5 separate regions of the Mus musculus genome follow, and all the other regions are linked to region 1. Evidence: chromatin contacts called from public HiChIP or PLAC-seq and promoter capture Hi-C data. All regions are on one chromosome and are shown on one strand. Each heading gives the region's core, a stretch centred on a gene start, on an enhancer-like site or on the middle of the called end of the contact. The rest is flanking DNA. Distances are from core to core; before and after follow the strand shown. Region 1 holds the start of Ccar2 (cell cycle activator and apoptosis regulator 2). Region 2 holds the start of Tnfrsf10b (tumor necrosis factor receptor superfamily, member 10b). Region 3 holds the start of R3hcc1 (R3H domain and coiled-coil containing 1). Region 4 holds the start of Fam160b2 (family with sequence similarity 160, member B2). Region 5 holds the start of 4930480K23Rik (RIKEN cDNA 4930480K23 gene).

Region 1 (2,700 bases), core at 176-2,675:
CCAGCATTGGTGGTTAAGAAGCCACGAGCAAAAAATCTTTCTGTATGACCTCTTGGTGTACCTGGTGACCTTGGGAAGAAGTCCCTCACATTTTGGCTTACTGCTGCTTCTCTGCACTGCCAAGAAAAGCTATTGGTGCTTGCTCCTCTTCAAGGTGAAGGCCAAATCCATCTCTAAGCATCGAAGCAAGGAGCCCTGGATCCCCAAGAGGTTCCTGAGTGCAGTTCCAGCACTCTTCCAGGGCTCTTCCTCCTCATCAGAAATCTCTGGGCTTAGGCAATGTGAATTGACTTATTTATCAGGTGCTCATAGAGCATGTTTAGTATGGGAGTGTGTCAGCATGTTGCAGATGTAAGTTTATGCAATCTTTGTTGGACTTCCGTCTGCCCCATCTGATGGAATCATTCGTCCAAAGGGTTGGTGTTTGGGGTGTCACTGGAAGGATGGCACCGATCTTCATTCCACAATGAACAGTTACTAATGTGGACTTCTAATGTCTTCCTCATACCTGAGACGGCAGCCCTAGGACCAAGAACAACATTGCCTTGGGTACCTTTGTAGTGAGTCACGGCTCTGGAGTACAGCCCCTGAAGGCTGAATGAGGGATGGGGGGAAGGTCAAGAACATTGAGAGGAACAACACATAACTTGCAAGGTCAACTCTAAGATGCTGTGTTCTATCCTGGAGTTTAACCATAGCGAAGTCTCTTAATTTCTGAGCCACAGCTTCCTACTTGGGACCATGATACCCACCTTACCTACCTCATAAGCTTGTTAGGAGGATGAAGTAACATTAAACATTCTCAATGTGTGCTGTGACTGTTAAATGACCTGGGAAGGGTGTGATGCTGGAGGCAAACAGGAGTGGGGAGATGGGAGGCCAGAAGTTAAAGGAAGGTGTGTGTGTGTTCACTGTTAATAGTTGTGAAAATAGCCACATTTCTGGCAAGATTTTGGATAGAGCCACTTCATTAAGATCGTGTACGTTTCATATTTGAGAGTCTGGGTATAGATTTCGGATATGCTTACCCCTTGCTGATGGTGCAGTCAAGAAAAGGACAGGAATAGGGATGGGGGTGGGGTGGGGTGGTCATTGGCTTTAGTCAGAAGACTATCCCCTGGAAATGGACCCCCAGTAGGCACGCTCCTCCTCTAGCCAATGGAGGCCCTGCTTCTTTTGTTGCTGTAGTCTTGGGGGTTAGTAGAGCACAGCAGGGTGTGTAAGTGGTAGTCCCCTTCCTTGTGTTTGTGGGAGTGGGTCCAGTTCCAGTCATTTTGAGACCTGGAACCAATGGTTCGAGCTTACTTTTCTGATGGGACACTTGAGAGAGGACACCACCGAGCTCGGCTTCCGAAGGCATTATCGGATCTGGGAAGGCGCACTTCCGTTCCACAGTTGGAGCGGGATGGCAGGCTGGTGTGGGGGAAGGGAGAGGTCGATGGAGAAGAGGGAGGTACCATATCCGGGAGAGTGGCAGCTTCCGACCAGTGGTCTCTCTTCCGGAGAGGCGTTTCCGGTGGTGGTGGCAGCGGCGGCTGCGGTGGTTCCGGGTGTCTTTGTCCCCCTGGTGTCGTGGCCCTGGCCCGCAGGTGGGTTGGGGGCCTCCTGCTGCGCCCCCGCCTCTCCGTCTCTCTCGGGTGGCGAGGCTGCGGGGTCCGAACGGCGAAGATGCGCCAGTCGCGGAAAGAGCCGAGCCCCTCTGGACTGCAAGCTCCGTCGCCCTGGCAACGGCCTCGGCCCTGGGGGCGGGCGGGAGGAGGAGAAACCTCGCGCCGTGAACCTCCCACGGTGGCTTCTCGGTGGCCCGGCCCGGAAAGCTCTGCGCAGGCGGCTGCGGAGGCCGGAGCCTAGGGTCGGGACCTAGGAGGAGGGAGCGGCGTGCAGGCCGCTTGGCGAGGGCCGGCTGGACAGCTCCCTTCCCACCAGCGGGTCCTAAAGACGCCTGGCGGGCTTCCGGGGAGAGGGCCCGCATCACCAACCCGCTACTCGCACCTTTTATTTTTATTTTTTGCCCCGGCCCTGCGTGGAGTGTTCTGGCGGATGTTTTTGAATGAATGAATGTCACCGGAGCTCTTCCAGCCCCTCACTCCTCCAGCTTCTCTAAGGGGTGCCAGTGACATAGTGAAAGGAGTGCTAAGTTGTTGGGAGACCTGGGTGTGAGTCCCACTCTGTCACTACCTGGTTTTGTGGCCTTGGGCAAGTCTCCGGATCTCAAAGCTCCAGTTTCCTTGTCTGTAAACCAGCATGTCACTAGCACCCACCACTAGGTTATTGTGAGAACAAACTGGAGTAACGTTACTACCAATTTCATCTCCTCTACATCCTCTCCATTCTTCCATTTTAGGACCCACCTCTTCACCTTAAAAGCTTTACTTAAGATTTTCTATCCCCCCTCCCCCTCCCCAATAGATGGAAGTTTTCCATTGGAGCTGCTAACTTCTTTCTGTTTTGATTGAAGGTTTCCCCCCAAGACCTTGAAAGGACAGTATTCCAAATGTCCCAGTTTAAGCGGCAGAGGATCAACCCACTTCCAGGGGGACGCAACTTCTCAGGTGCTTAACTCCTTACTGGTTACACTCAGAACATGCTCGAGACTCAGTTTCAAAAACTATGGCTCTTGGGTGTTTTTCTGAATGTCTGAGTAGCTGATTGGAGCCACCTAGACCTCTGGGTTTATAAGATCCTCTGGCTATCTTCTAG
Region 2 (2,700 bases), core at 50-2,549, 390 kb after region 1:
TATTAAAACAGAAGGTGGAGAACTGTGTCCAGCCTGGTGGAAATGAGTCTAGAATATAATATAAGAATATATACAATAAGTGTCTCTAAAAAGACACTTGTGTGCCTTTCTATTTGAAGTTAGAAACAATGGACTCCAAGACACTGGAATTCCCCTCAACAATCTCATCTGGCAGAAGGGGAAAGGCCCGATTCTAGGCTCTTCAGGGCCCCTTTACTCTTTTTAAGCCCAGTAAGTTGCAGAGTCCAAGAAACTGGAAAAAGTACAGTCAGTGATGTGACGCGGAAATTGAACAGAACTTTCTGGCAGCTAAAGCTAACACCAGGCAAGGCTTCCTTTCCTGCCTGGAAAGGGATGTCCAGCAGCTAGGGAGGGTCTCCACCCCCTCCCCCCAACAGCCCCCTCCACCTGGCTCCCCCACCATGGCCTTCTCTGTCCTTAGGATCCTACAGGGTAACTGGATCCTTCCTCCGCCCACTGTCCCCTCTCCCTTTCCCTGCTCCACCTTGGGTGCCCTGGTGCGTTTTTGCTGGGTCAGCTGCTCGCCACGCCCCTCGCGTGCCATCTCCACAAGCCCCAACCCAACGCCAGAACTTTCTTCCCACCATCTTTGAGGACCTCTCATCTACCGTCAGGACCTTTTTCTACCAGAGCGGCGCCTCACATCCTCCCAGTCTAGAGTGTTCCGCCCACCTCCCCATCCAGTCCTGACCCACCTCACCTTCGGGTCCCCCACCCCCCCTCACTCCACCCCCCCTCTCACTCCACCCCCCCAACCCTCTCACCCCACCATCGAACCTTCTAGGCTTCCCTGTTGAGGCCTACCTGGACCCCCGCGGAGTCGTGTCCCCCCCACCCCCCGCAGTGTCAGACCTCTCCCACCACACGCACGTGCGCGCCCGGCTCTCAGGACATTTCCTTGCCATTTCCTTTCCTGGCCGGCTTCCCACTTCGGGCACCGCAGTCGCGCCACACTCACCTGTAGCACAGCAAGCAGCAACGCAAAGCTATATAGAAGTCTGCGCTTCGGGAGTGGCCGGAGGCCTGGGGTGTAGTGATCTGCCCGGGCAGCGGCAGAGGCTGTGGGCGTGCTGGGTCCTGGAGGCTCCATGGTGTCAGCTCATCCGAAACCCTGCGGCTTCAGCTCCCAAAAGCCACGAAGGATGGCTGTCCCCTCACTCCTAAAAAAGTTCTCTGGATTTCCTCACTCCCAGAAAAGTTCTGGATTCTTGTCGCGGCGACTTGACGCTTAGTGGTACCTCCAACCTCCGCGGGCTTGCGCGCGCACCGGGCAGGGGTGGGGAAATCCACCTTGGGAGGAGCTTGATTACGCGTCCAACCCCGATCCTACCTAATATGAAAACTTGGGAGCAGTCGCCGGACAGAATCTGAACAACTTTTATTTTTTTAAAGAATCACACCACTTTTATTATATTTGTCAGGTCGTGGTTGGAGACGCCCATGCTTATTAAAAAAAAAAAAACCAACTCGTAATACTCAAAGGTCTGCCTGTCCCTTCATATTTTGACTAATATGATATTCACCTTTGAGTTTCAGCTTGTGTCCCTGGAGGAGCCGACTTGAAGATGTCTGTAGTAGTGAGTACTCCTCCTTCCTCATCTTCTGTCTCCTTCATCTCTCCTTCTCTTCTTCTCTTCCTCTTCTTGAATTTGTTTTTGTTACAGTTGTATGCTACCAGGCAGTATCTGAGAACACAGAAAAGGAAATGATAGAATGGATGGTCTCACCCCAGTAACAGAAGCGAAATCAATCCGTGTCTCTGTAACGTTTGGAACACTGAACACACTTAGCCGTGGTGGTAAAGCACTTCAATCCTAGCACGAGCAGAGGCAGGCTGGTCTCTGAGTTAGAGTCCAGCCTGGTCTACAGAGTGAATTTCAGGACAGCCAGGGCTACACAGAGAAACCATGTCTTTAAACACACACACACACACACACACACACACACACACACACACACCTAAACCAACAAAACACAAACAAACAAAAAGAATAGATGACCTCATCTACCCACATCAGTGCATTTTGGTAATTTCACAATCTCAATCAATCAATCTCTCTCTCCACATTTATACACACACATATATATATGTATATACATATATATCTCACATATACACATTATATAATATATACACACATATATACACGTACATATACATGCAGGTGTACTGGTGCCTCTAATCTCTGCACTCAGGAGGTAGAGGCAAGTGGATCTCTGTGAGTTCAAGGCCATCCTGGTCTACATACTGAGTTCCAGGACAGCCAGAACTATGTTGTGAAACCCTGTCTTGAAAAAGCAAACCAATTATAACAAGAGTTTGAATTTCCATATGCTTCAGGCCTCCAGATTTCCAGTATAGAATATCATTGAACAAACATCATCACATTTGCCTCAGTTTACTTCTTAATCCACAACCCCAAACAAAATTTTGTAGGGGGGAAATGCATATTTTCAAAGAAGTAAGTTGCTTAAAACCTGACATAATTCTGTAAGCTTTCTAGTACCAAAATAAAGTATTCGGTTTGTTAAGAACCTGTATCTTCTGATTGGTGGACCTCTGTGAGTTCAAGGCCTGCCTGGTCTGCATAGAGAGTTCCAAGACAGCTACAGCTACATAATAGAGACCCTGTCTCAAAAGAAAGAAAAATCTAACTTCTGTCTAATCACCCGAGTTCT
Region 3 (2,700 bases), core at 97-2,596, 450 kb after region 1:
ACTAAAGGCGTGTGCCACCACTGCCCAGCTAACTTGTTTTTCTTTCTGTTTCCTCCCTCCCCCCCACCCTGTTTCTTTCTTTGTTTTTGTTGTAAGAGCTTCCACTGTATGTTTTGTGAGCCTTCTGTTCGGTGCTTTCAGTCTTGGAACTTCTATATCTTCGTGGTGATCTGACCCTTTTACCATGGTATACAATTCCTTGGTGTCACATGGTTAGGTCCTGGAACTTTTCCTGCCTTCTTTCCTGACCCCCACTCCAGCAGGAGCCAAGGAGCTGAGTGCAACCCCGTGTAGCTTGGATCAGTCCTTAATCTTTCAATCATGCCTCCTATTTGGGGTAAAATTTTAGAAGACGCCAGCTTCTCTCACTGAGCTCACCTAGCCTTATTGTGTTTTCTGCTTCTGTGCCGGACTTCTGATCACCGTGTCAATACTCGAAAGGTGTTGAGTCTTAGTCATAGCATATCTATAAGCATTGGTTTGGCAAGCACACTAGATCTAGGTTTTGATACTCAACTCTAGTCAGCGTATTAGTGGCTACTGGACCTAGTGGCCCACTTTGGCCCAACTTGGGTCTCTGTGTGACAAGAGACCTTTGCAGGTCTCTCACTGAGATGATATAGGGGACAGATTCTGGATACAGTGTTTAGAAACGTTTACAGAGGTGTAGGATTGTCTTGTCTGCTTGTATATATATGCACCATCTGTTTGCTCAAGGAGTTCAGAAAAGGCTGTTGGATCCCTTGGAATTGGTGTTACTGATGGTTCTAAGCCACCCTGTGGGTGCTGGGATCTGAGCTTAGGTTGCCTCAGGAGCAATATTATTAACAGCCCAGTCAATTTTTCAGCCCCATAAAAAAAGATTTATTTACTTGTTTGTATGTGCACCAAGTTTGTGTCCGAGTGCTGATGTTACTGGGACCTGAAACCAGAGAGAGGTTCCCCTTCTTAATTCCTAAATCATCTCCCCAGCTCCAGCCTCCCGCTCTTACCTCTTTCTTCCTCCATTAGGTACCAGGTCAAAGGAACCTAAAATTAGAAATATATAATGTCATCACTATTTAGCATCTAGTAGCTGTTCCCTCGTGTTGGCAGAACTCAATTGGTTCTAGAAGATAAAAGTACTATCTGACTTTGGAATCAGAGCCACTTTTGACTTGTGTAACTCTAGACAAGTCATATCACCTTTTTGGGTCTCTATTTTCCCAAGAGAATAATTGCTTAGTTGCTTCTTTGAGGGAAGCCCTATGCGTTTGGGTTAGAGCAGCTCTGGCCCTGCCCCAGCTCTTTACAAGAACACGCCCCTCTGCGGCACGTGCAATATCTCCTCCCGGCCTCACGATGGCGCTAATTCCGCTGGGAAGAAGGGGACGCTCAGGCTCTTGGGGACCCTGAGCGCGGCGGCAACTTTCCGAGCTGCCGCGGTGAGTGTTGAGGGTGTTGGGTGTTTCCTCCTGGGATCGCGAAAGGGAAGGACGACTGCGTGTTGTGGGACGGTTTCAGTGGGCTGCGCCCCAGAACTGAAAAGCCCGGGTAACACGCGGCGAGACGAGGCGGTGCTGGGAGCAGGGAATCCAGCCTGGCTCTGGACGTGAGCGCACTCGGCTCCACACTCACGCGCCTCCCATCCCGCTCCACAGTGGCCAGGGCTGCGAAAGTCTCCAAAGTCCTTGCTGCAGGGACACTTAGGGCTGTGGGCGGCCTCTGGGCCCATATTCTGATCCCGGCCTTGGCCACCGCTCCTACAGGCTCTGCCATCTGTCACCCTGGCCCTTCTCTGCTTGGACGGTGTCTTCCTCTCCTCGGCCGAAAATGACTTTGTCCACCGGGTCCAAGAGGAGCTCGATCGTTTCCTGCTGCAGAAGCAGCTATCCAAGTACGGGGAACGAGGGAGTGGCTTTTAATGCCAGGATAGGCATGGTTTGCCCCTCTCCCAGGTTCTGTGCCCAGGTAACTGGCTGGTCCACCAGAAAGGCCCTGCCTTTAGCCTCTGCCAACTTGCCCAGCCACACCTTTCCTTTGTATCGCAGCATCACCCCACTCAGGCAGAAGTGCTCACTTTCTTCTAGATGATGGGAACTGTAGCTCCCTTTGATGATCTACTTTGCAATTAGGCAGGGACCTGCTTGGGCACAGTGAGCCTGGTGTTAAAGCCACCATAAACCTGGGAGCGGCCTGGGTGGGAATTGGGTGTGGGGTGAACCCGCGGTCTCAAGCTTATTATTTCCATTTGGTTCCTTTGCAGGGTCCTACTTTTTCCCCCAGTCTCCAGCCGCCTGCGGTACCTGATCCATCGAACGGCGGAGAATTTTGATCTTTTGAGCAGCTTCTCTGTTGGGGAGGGCTGGAAGAGGAGGACAGTCATTTGTCACCTGGACATCAGGTGAGTTTGTCCTACTGCTTTGGAGGGTTCTCAGCAGCTGTGTGTGTGTGTGTGTGAGTGTGTGTGTGTGTGTGTGATGATTGGACTAGCTGGCTAGCCAAGGAGGGTAGAGTTTGGTAGGAGCCAGGGCCACAGTCACAGTTGCCTTTTGCTTCATCAGGGATGCAACTGACTTGGCTGTTCAGCTGTTCGTGTTGGGCCAAAGAAAATATAGTGCACACAAGCAGTTGGGCTAGTAAGGGTGGGTCTACACCCCTGTCGTCTTTGTGAGCGCGTTCTCCAGAGAGACCTTGGTACAGGGCATGAACGTGTTGGCC
Region 4 (2,700 bases), core at 97-2,596, 450 kb before region 1:
AACTAGTAGAGATCTGCCTGCTTCTACTCCCTGAGTGCTGGGATCAAAGGCATGTGACATCAAGTGCAATTTACATGTTTTTTTGTTTTTTTGTTTTTTGTTTTTGTTTTTTCGAGACAGGGTTTCTCTGTATAGCCCTGGCTGTCCTGGAACTCACTTTGTAGACCAGGCTGGCCTTGAACTCAGAAATCCGCCTGCCTCTGCCTCCCGGGTGCTGGGATTAAAGGCGTGTGCCACCATGCCCGGCCCAACTCTTGTTTTTAATGTCTCACTATGTTTCTAAGACTGGCCTGGAATTTATAGTGCAGCCCAGGTATGGTAACACAAGCCTATAATCTCCAGCCTTGGAACAAAAATAATGGTGAGTTTTAGGATATCCTGGATATTTAAGATAGATGTAAGTAATTTAATCATTTATAATTTATGTAAATACCTATATACATTTACATAATTTTTATATAATTTATGTATTATTTATCCATCTATCTATTTACTTATCTGATACTGAGGATTGAACCAAGAGCCTCATGCAGCCCTTGTTTTTTATTGTTTGCTTTGGTTTTTGTTTTAAACAGTTCGTGTCTTCAACCTCTCTCTCTCTCTCTCTCTCTCAGTGGTGTGTGTGTGTATGTGTGTGTGGTGTCAGTGTGTTGTAATTGTGTGAGTGGTATGTGTGTGTGTATGTATGCATGTATCTTTGTGTTCGGAGTGTGTGTGTCAGTGTGTGTGTGTGTGTATGTGTTTGGTACGGGATCTCACTACCTCCTTGAATTGTTGATACTACTGAGTGCTGGGATTGATTGCAGGTGTACCCCAATTGCTTTCTTTCCCTCCAGAGCGGGGGACATGAGACAGATTTTGCTGGGACTCTTCGGATCAATTCCTAATCAAACAGCAAACCTTAGAGGACATCTTTTCCAATAACGACCTTTTTTTTTTTTTTTATAAAAGTACTGAACAACAGGGTGAAATTAATATTAGCCATAACCTATTCCAATATTCCTAATCCATTACATTTAAACATGTCGTCAATTCTTCCCACTATGTCTTTGCCTTCTGGAGTGTCCTTGACACAGCTTGTCAGGGCCAGGTCATTTTAAACACTCCAGAGCCGTGTGTGTCCAGGGCTACTGTGTTGGTAGGATTGTGAGGGTGCACGAGGAATTAGAAGTCTCTGGGTGTTACTCAAAGGAATCTTAGGTCATCAGCTCCCAGGGTGCTCCCCACCGCCCTCCATCAGGACCTGCCCAGCCCTGGGCTTAGAGCGCCCCCGAGCCCTCCGGCAGGGGCGGGGTTTCAGAGCCGGGTCCCGCCTCCCGCCCGTTGGGCCGCCTCCTCCGCCACCGCTGCGCCGCCACCGGGAGCCGGGCCGCGAGCCGGGCCGGGCCGCCATCATGCTGAGCCGGCTCGGGGCACTGCTGCAGGAGGCCGTGGGGGCGGTGAGGCCGGGCCCTGGTCGGACCGGAGGGGCGGGCGCGGGCAGGGGGGCGGGCGGGTGAGGTGCGGGCCCCTTGGGCAGGGCCCCTCCCCTGGCCCCGACGCCGCTTCCGGGCTTCGTCTTCGGGTACAGTCCCGCGTCGCGGCCGCCAGGAGCGCCTAGCTCCGGGGTTCTCTCCAGACCGACCGGCTCCCTCGATCTTGCGCCTCGCTCTTCTGATCCTAAGCCCGACTCTCGTGATCCTGAGCCATGCTCCCTTGATCCTGAGTCCCGATCCCTCGATCCGGCCTCCGCACTGCTTCCTGTTGTGCTTCCTGTGTCCCACTCCCTGACCTGCGACTCGGTCCCCCGAGCCTGCGCTCCGCTCGGCTTCTTTAACGTTCCCTGTGCCTCGAGAGCTTCCGCTAGCTTTGTAACTCTTCTCTCCCCAAAGGTTCCCTTGTCACCAGCCCTTTCTCCCAGATCTGCCCCCACGCCTCCTCCTCCGCCCGGCAGCCTTCCTTTCTCGTTCCTGACGTTCCTCCATTCCTCCTCACCTGGGATTGACAACAGCCTTCCCCTTCCTCTCTTAGCTGCCAGACAACTACTGGGAGCAGGGGTTCCCGCACTGAGTTCCCTCTTAGCATGGGAGTTGCAGCCCTGAGTGACATAAGTCCCAGGAAGAAGGTGATAGAGACCTTTGCAGGGGTGGGTGGTCGCGAGAACCCGGAAGTAGCCCTCTGCAGGCTTATCTCAAGCCACTGAGCCAGCTGACCTTGAGTTAGGGACTTCAGCCTGCCGGAGGGGCTTTGAATGGAAGAGTTGTTTCCATGCAAAGCTAGCTTGCTTGCGCTCTCTCTTTTACCTTCTCTCTCTCCTCTCTCTCCTCTCTCTCTCTCTCTCTCTCTCTCTCTCTCTCAGTTTGTGTTTAGGCCCCTTTTTTCTGGAAGTGCATGTCCCTGGTCACTTCATTCAGCAGCCTTGCAAGAAGCTATTTGAAAAGTTAATTATTTTTTTCTCATTGTATAAGAACACTGTCTAATTGATGGGTTTAGTCTATCAAATTGTGTCCTGAGAAACAATCTTAGGTCTGACGCCCCCCCCCCCCCCCCAGTCAGAACCTTCATTGTTTTTGGTGTTTGGTGTTTGTTTGTTTGAGACAGGTTGTCTCTATGTAGCCCTGTATTCTTTAACTCCCTCTGTAGACCAGGCTGGCCTCGAACTCAGAGATCCACCCGCCTCTGCCTCCCGAGTGCTGGGATGAAATCACCATGCTAGGCTGC
Region 5 (2,700 bases), core at 185-2,684, 420 kb after region 1:
TGGGAAAGGCTACCTTACAAACTATGAGAACTATAGCGAAAGTATTTGAAAAAAGGCCGCTAAGTGAGATATTTTGAACACACTTTGAGGAATATAGCACATAGATAGCAATTAGTACACACATCATATAACTAAACACTCCATTTCCTCCTTCAAAATGCTTATTAAAATTCAATGAAACTCAATGCTCATGAAAATTCACCTTAACACTGTTTCAACTACTCTGAAGCCCGAAACTCATCACATTTCCCTCAAACTGGAAATACCAGTTTATAAAGGCGACTATTTAACAGAAATTACTTTTTCCTAAGTCGAAACAAACTTTCGCTTTAATTTTTAACGTTTACACCAACAGTTCCTTTCACCTTTTAGATTGTTTGTTTGCTTGCTTGATAAGTCTTTTAAAAATCAGCATATTTCCAGGCTGGATCTGTAGTTACCGTCGTCTGCAGGGCAGAGCTCAACTAAAACTACAATTCTACAATTCCAGGGGATCCAACACCCTCTTCTGGTCTCTGTGGGCATTGGACGTACGCGGTGCAGTTGCACACAAGTAAGCAAAACATAAATACACGGTATTTATGGGAACTATTACTAACCTGCATCGTCCTGCTTCTGTAACCTGAAGGTTTTCTGCTCCTCGATCAAGCAGAGAAGCCATGGTGCTATACCTCATTTTTGTTAAAAGTTCATATCCTGTCATGCTTGCCAACAGCGACCACGTTAATGGAAGTATGGAACCAGTAGTTTTCCCCTTTATAAACCTGTCTTTAACGGTCGGGGCAGTCTCTCTAGACTTGTAGTGAGTGCGTGCCCTCGGCCGGGTCTGTGCAAATTTCAAATTAAAAAACAGCTCGTCCTAGTCTCTTTTTGAACGGTCCGGCTATAACTACCACCACCACAATTTATTCTCAACACTGAACAAATTTTGTAAGACTCTTCAAGACGGAAAAGTAACTAGAGGGTAAGGTTTAAGTACCTCTCAGTCCATAAAGTATTTTCTGCAGTAGCGCTGTCATTGCAAGACACTTGCATCGCTGTCTGCCCTCTCCTTCGAGGAAGCAGAAAGGTCAGAGACAAATGCTAAACTGGCAGCCAAGGCAGCCGGAGCTTCAGATGAGAGTTGGAACGATTTTTTTTTTTAAAGGACCTGGCAGAATATGAATTTTCAGGAGAAAAAGGACATCCCAGAGCTAAAGAGCGGGAAGAAAGTGATTAAGAAGACTATCTCTAGCCCTAAAAATGGGTCCAGTGTCACGGAGCTTTGGGACCATTTTTGTTAATCGGCTGATATTCTAGTGAAAGAAAGGTATCTTGGGCGTTTGTTTAACTTAAAAGTCTCTGGGCTAAGGAGAGCTACACCAGATCCAAGGTTGTGTATCCACCTGCAGCTCCCATAGCCTCAGCCTGGCTAACCTTAAGCCCGAACCACCCGGGAGGTGCAATAGGTAGCCCCTCTAGTACGCCTCGCCAAACTCTATGGTTGTGGCGCACGCGCAAAAGCCTTCCCGTCGCACAAAGGCCACGGAGAGAAGGTCCGGCGCCTGCGTTCTGCCTCTCTCGGGCGAGAACGCCCTCCTCCCTCCCTCCCGGCCAAATGAATGCCGCGCCACGCCTGCGCCCTGAAGACTTGCGGGACTTTTATCGCACAGGCGGCGGTGGTGACGTGATGGCTGAGGAGGAGGGCGTGAAGGAACGACGGAAGCCGAGAGGGACCTGGGGCGGAAGGGGACCCGGGCCAGGCTTGTGTTCGGTTCCTTGGCGGGGCTGGGGTTCCGATGTGGTCCCCGGAGCGGGAGGCCCAGGCCCCGACCGGGGGAGACCCGGCGGGCCTCCTGCCGCCCGAGTGGGAGGAGGATGAGGAGCGCATGTCTTTTCTGTTCTCCGCCTTTAAGAGGAGTCGCGAGGTGAACAGCACCGACTGGGACAGCAAGATGGGCTTCTGGGCTCCGTTGGTGCTGAGCCACAGCCGCCGCCAAGGGGTGGTGCGCCTGCGACTGCGGGACTTGCAGGAGGCCTTCCAGCGCAAGGGCAGTGTCCCGCTGGGGCTGGCTACGGTGCTGCAGGACCTGCTGCGGTGAGGACCGAGGCCGAGAGGGCCAGGCGGGGGGCGGCTCCCCAGGGCTGACATCAGACCTGCCCCTTGACAGCCCAGACTCCGCGTCCAGGGTTTGTTCAGTGGGTGGAGGAGGAGGAGGGGGACGAGGAGGCTGCTCCACGGATGGATGTCTGGACTCAGAGAGAAAGAGGGGCTGGGATGGTTGGAGTGACTGGGGATAGGCAGAATGGTCCAGAAGAGACCCATCTTTGCAGAGGTGTCAGCGGGACACTTGAACTGGGATCCTGTTATGCAGTTATTTCCACAGGACCTCCAGACTTGAATTACTTTTACAGCAGATCTCTGCGGTGGGTACTTTGAACTAAGAGAGAACAGAGCTAAGGAGAGAGTACTCATGGGATTCTAGACATCTTGACAAGAGAACTCTGGTACAGGTCGTACAAGTAGCCTTTCCTGGTATGTCCGGGACGGAGATTATTTAGACCAGAGAGGAGAGTTTAACTGTGTAGCTGGGGGCCTCTGAAAGAGCTTTATGTGATAAATGTGTGTGATAGATACAGTGTTCAGGTTGTGCTTGAAGAGGTGGCATATCTGATAGATGACTGGTACTTCATGGTTTCAGATACTGTCAAACTCCACTC

What was found. Promoter capture Hi-C pulls out the DNA fragments that hold promoters and counts their contacts. HiChIP or PLAC-seq counts read pairs in DNA pulled down with a chosen protein or histone mark.
Region 2: an H3K4me3 HiChIP or PLAC-seq map of the SCID.adh cell line shows a contact between it and region 1, with 4 times the contacts expected there. The contact joins the promoter of Tnfrsf10b here to the promoter of Ccar2 in region 1. A contact is called at or near these places in 6 of 39 promoter capture datasets (the C10 cell line, cranial neural crest, frontonasal cranial neural crest and 3 more), 6 of 115 datasets of contacts at active chromatin or transcription factors (the SCID.adh cell line, astrocytes, embryonic hindbrain and 3 more) and 3 of 9 other capture datasets (adipose tissue, liver and macrophages).
Region 3: a promoter capture Hi-C map of pre-B cells shows a contact between it and region 1. The contact joins the promoter of R3hcc1 here to the promoter of Ccar2 in region 1. A contact is called at or near these places in 10 of 39 promoter capture datasets (the 3T3-L1 cell line, the C10 cell line, cranial neural crest and 7 more), 1 of 15 datasets of contacts at CTCF or cohesin (large pre-B cells), 4 of 115 datasets of contacts at active chromatin or transcription factors (bone marrow-derived macrophages, embryonic forebrain, embryonic limb bud and 1 more) and 4 of 9 other capture datasets (adipose tissue, embryonic stem cells, liver and 1 more).
Region 4: a promoter capture Hi-C map of the HPC-7 cell line shows a contact between it and region 1. The contact joins the promoter of Fam160b2 here to the promoter of Ccar2 in region 1. A contact is called at or near these places in 13 of 39 promoter capture datasets (3T3-L1-derived adipocytes, the HPC-7 cell line, cranial neural crest and 9 more), 1 of 484 Hi-C or Micro-C datasets (CD4 T cells), 3 of 115 datasets of contacts at active chromatin or transcription factors (bone marrow-derived macrophages, embryonic stem cells and memory CD8 T cells) and 2 of 9 other capture datasets (adipose tissue and liver).
Region 5: a promoter capture Hi-C map of pre-B cells shows a contact between it and region 1, with 6 times the contacts expected there. The contact joins the promoter of 4930480K23Rik here to the promoter of Ccar2 in region 1. A contact is called at or near these places in 20 of 39 promoter capture datasets (the 3T3-L1 cell line, 3T3-L1-derived adipocytes, the C10 cell line and 14 more), 1 of 15 datasets of contacts at CTCF or cohesin (large pre-B cells), 21 of 484 Hi-C or Micro-C datasets (the 63-12 cell line, B cells, CD4 T cells and 15 more), 19 of 115 datasets of contacts at active chromatin or transcription factors (the 230-238 cell line, the SCID.adh cell line, acute myeloid leukemia and 13 more) and 5 of 9 other capture datasets (adipose tissue, embryonic stem cells, liver and 2 more).

The regions. Positions count from the first base shown.
Region 1 is chr14:70,152,516-70,155,215 of GRCm38.p6, reverse strand. Ccar2 (cell cycle activator and apoptosis regulator 2) reads left to right here and starts at 1,425. Exons shown (of 21, transcript NM_146055.3): 1 at 1,425-1,589; 2 at 2,459-2,552. The coding sequence starts at 2,495. It overlaps 9930012K11Rik (RIKEN cDNA 9930012K11 gene), which reads left to right. Exons shown (of 7, transcript NM_001112735.1): 7 at 1-811. The coding sequence ends at 48.
Region 2 is chr14:69,766,071-69,768,770 of GRCm38.p6, reverse strand. Tnfrsf10b (tumor necrosis factor receptor superfamily, member 10b) reads right to left here and starts at 1,299. Exons shown (of 8, transcript NM_020275.4): 1 at 980-1,299. The coding sequence starts at 1,111. It overlaps 4930480K23Rik (RIKEN cDNA 4930480K23 gene), which reads right to left. Exons shown (of 3, transcript NR_130157.1): 3 at 1,658-1,706.
Region 3 is chr14:69,706,230-69,708,929 of GRCm38.p6, reverse strand. R3hcc1 (R3H domain and coiled-coil containing 1) reads left to right here and starts at 1,346. Exons shown (of 8, transcript NM_001146012.2): 1 at 1,346-1,424; 2 at 1,749-1,876; 3 at 2,246-2,383. The coding sequence starts at 1,767.
Region 4 is chr14:70,598,481-70,601,180 of GRCm38.p6, reverse strand. It overlaps Fam160b2 (family with sequence similarity 160, member B2), which reads left to right and starts at 1,346. Exons shown (of 17, transcript NM_194345.1): 1 at 1,346-1,439. The coding sequence starts at 1,395.
Region 5 is chr14:69,731,568-69,734,267 of GRCm38.p6, reverse strand. It overlaps 4930480K23Rik (RIKEN cDNA 4930480K23 gene), which reads right to left and starts at 1,434. Exons shown (of 3, transcript NR_130157.1): 1 at 600-1,434. It overlaps Chmp7 (charged multivesicular body protein 7), which reads left to right and starts at 1,698. Exons shown (of 10, transcript NM_134078.4): 1 at 1,698-2,077. The coding sequence starts at 1,779.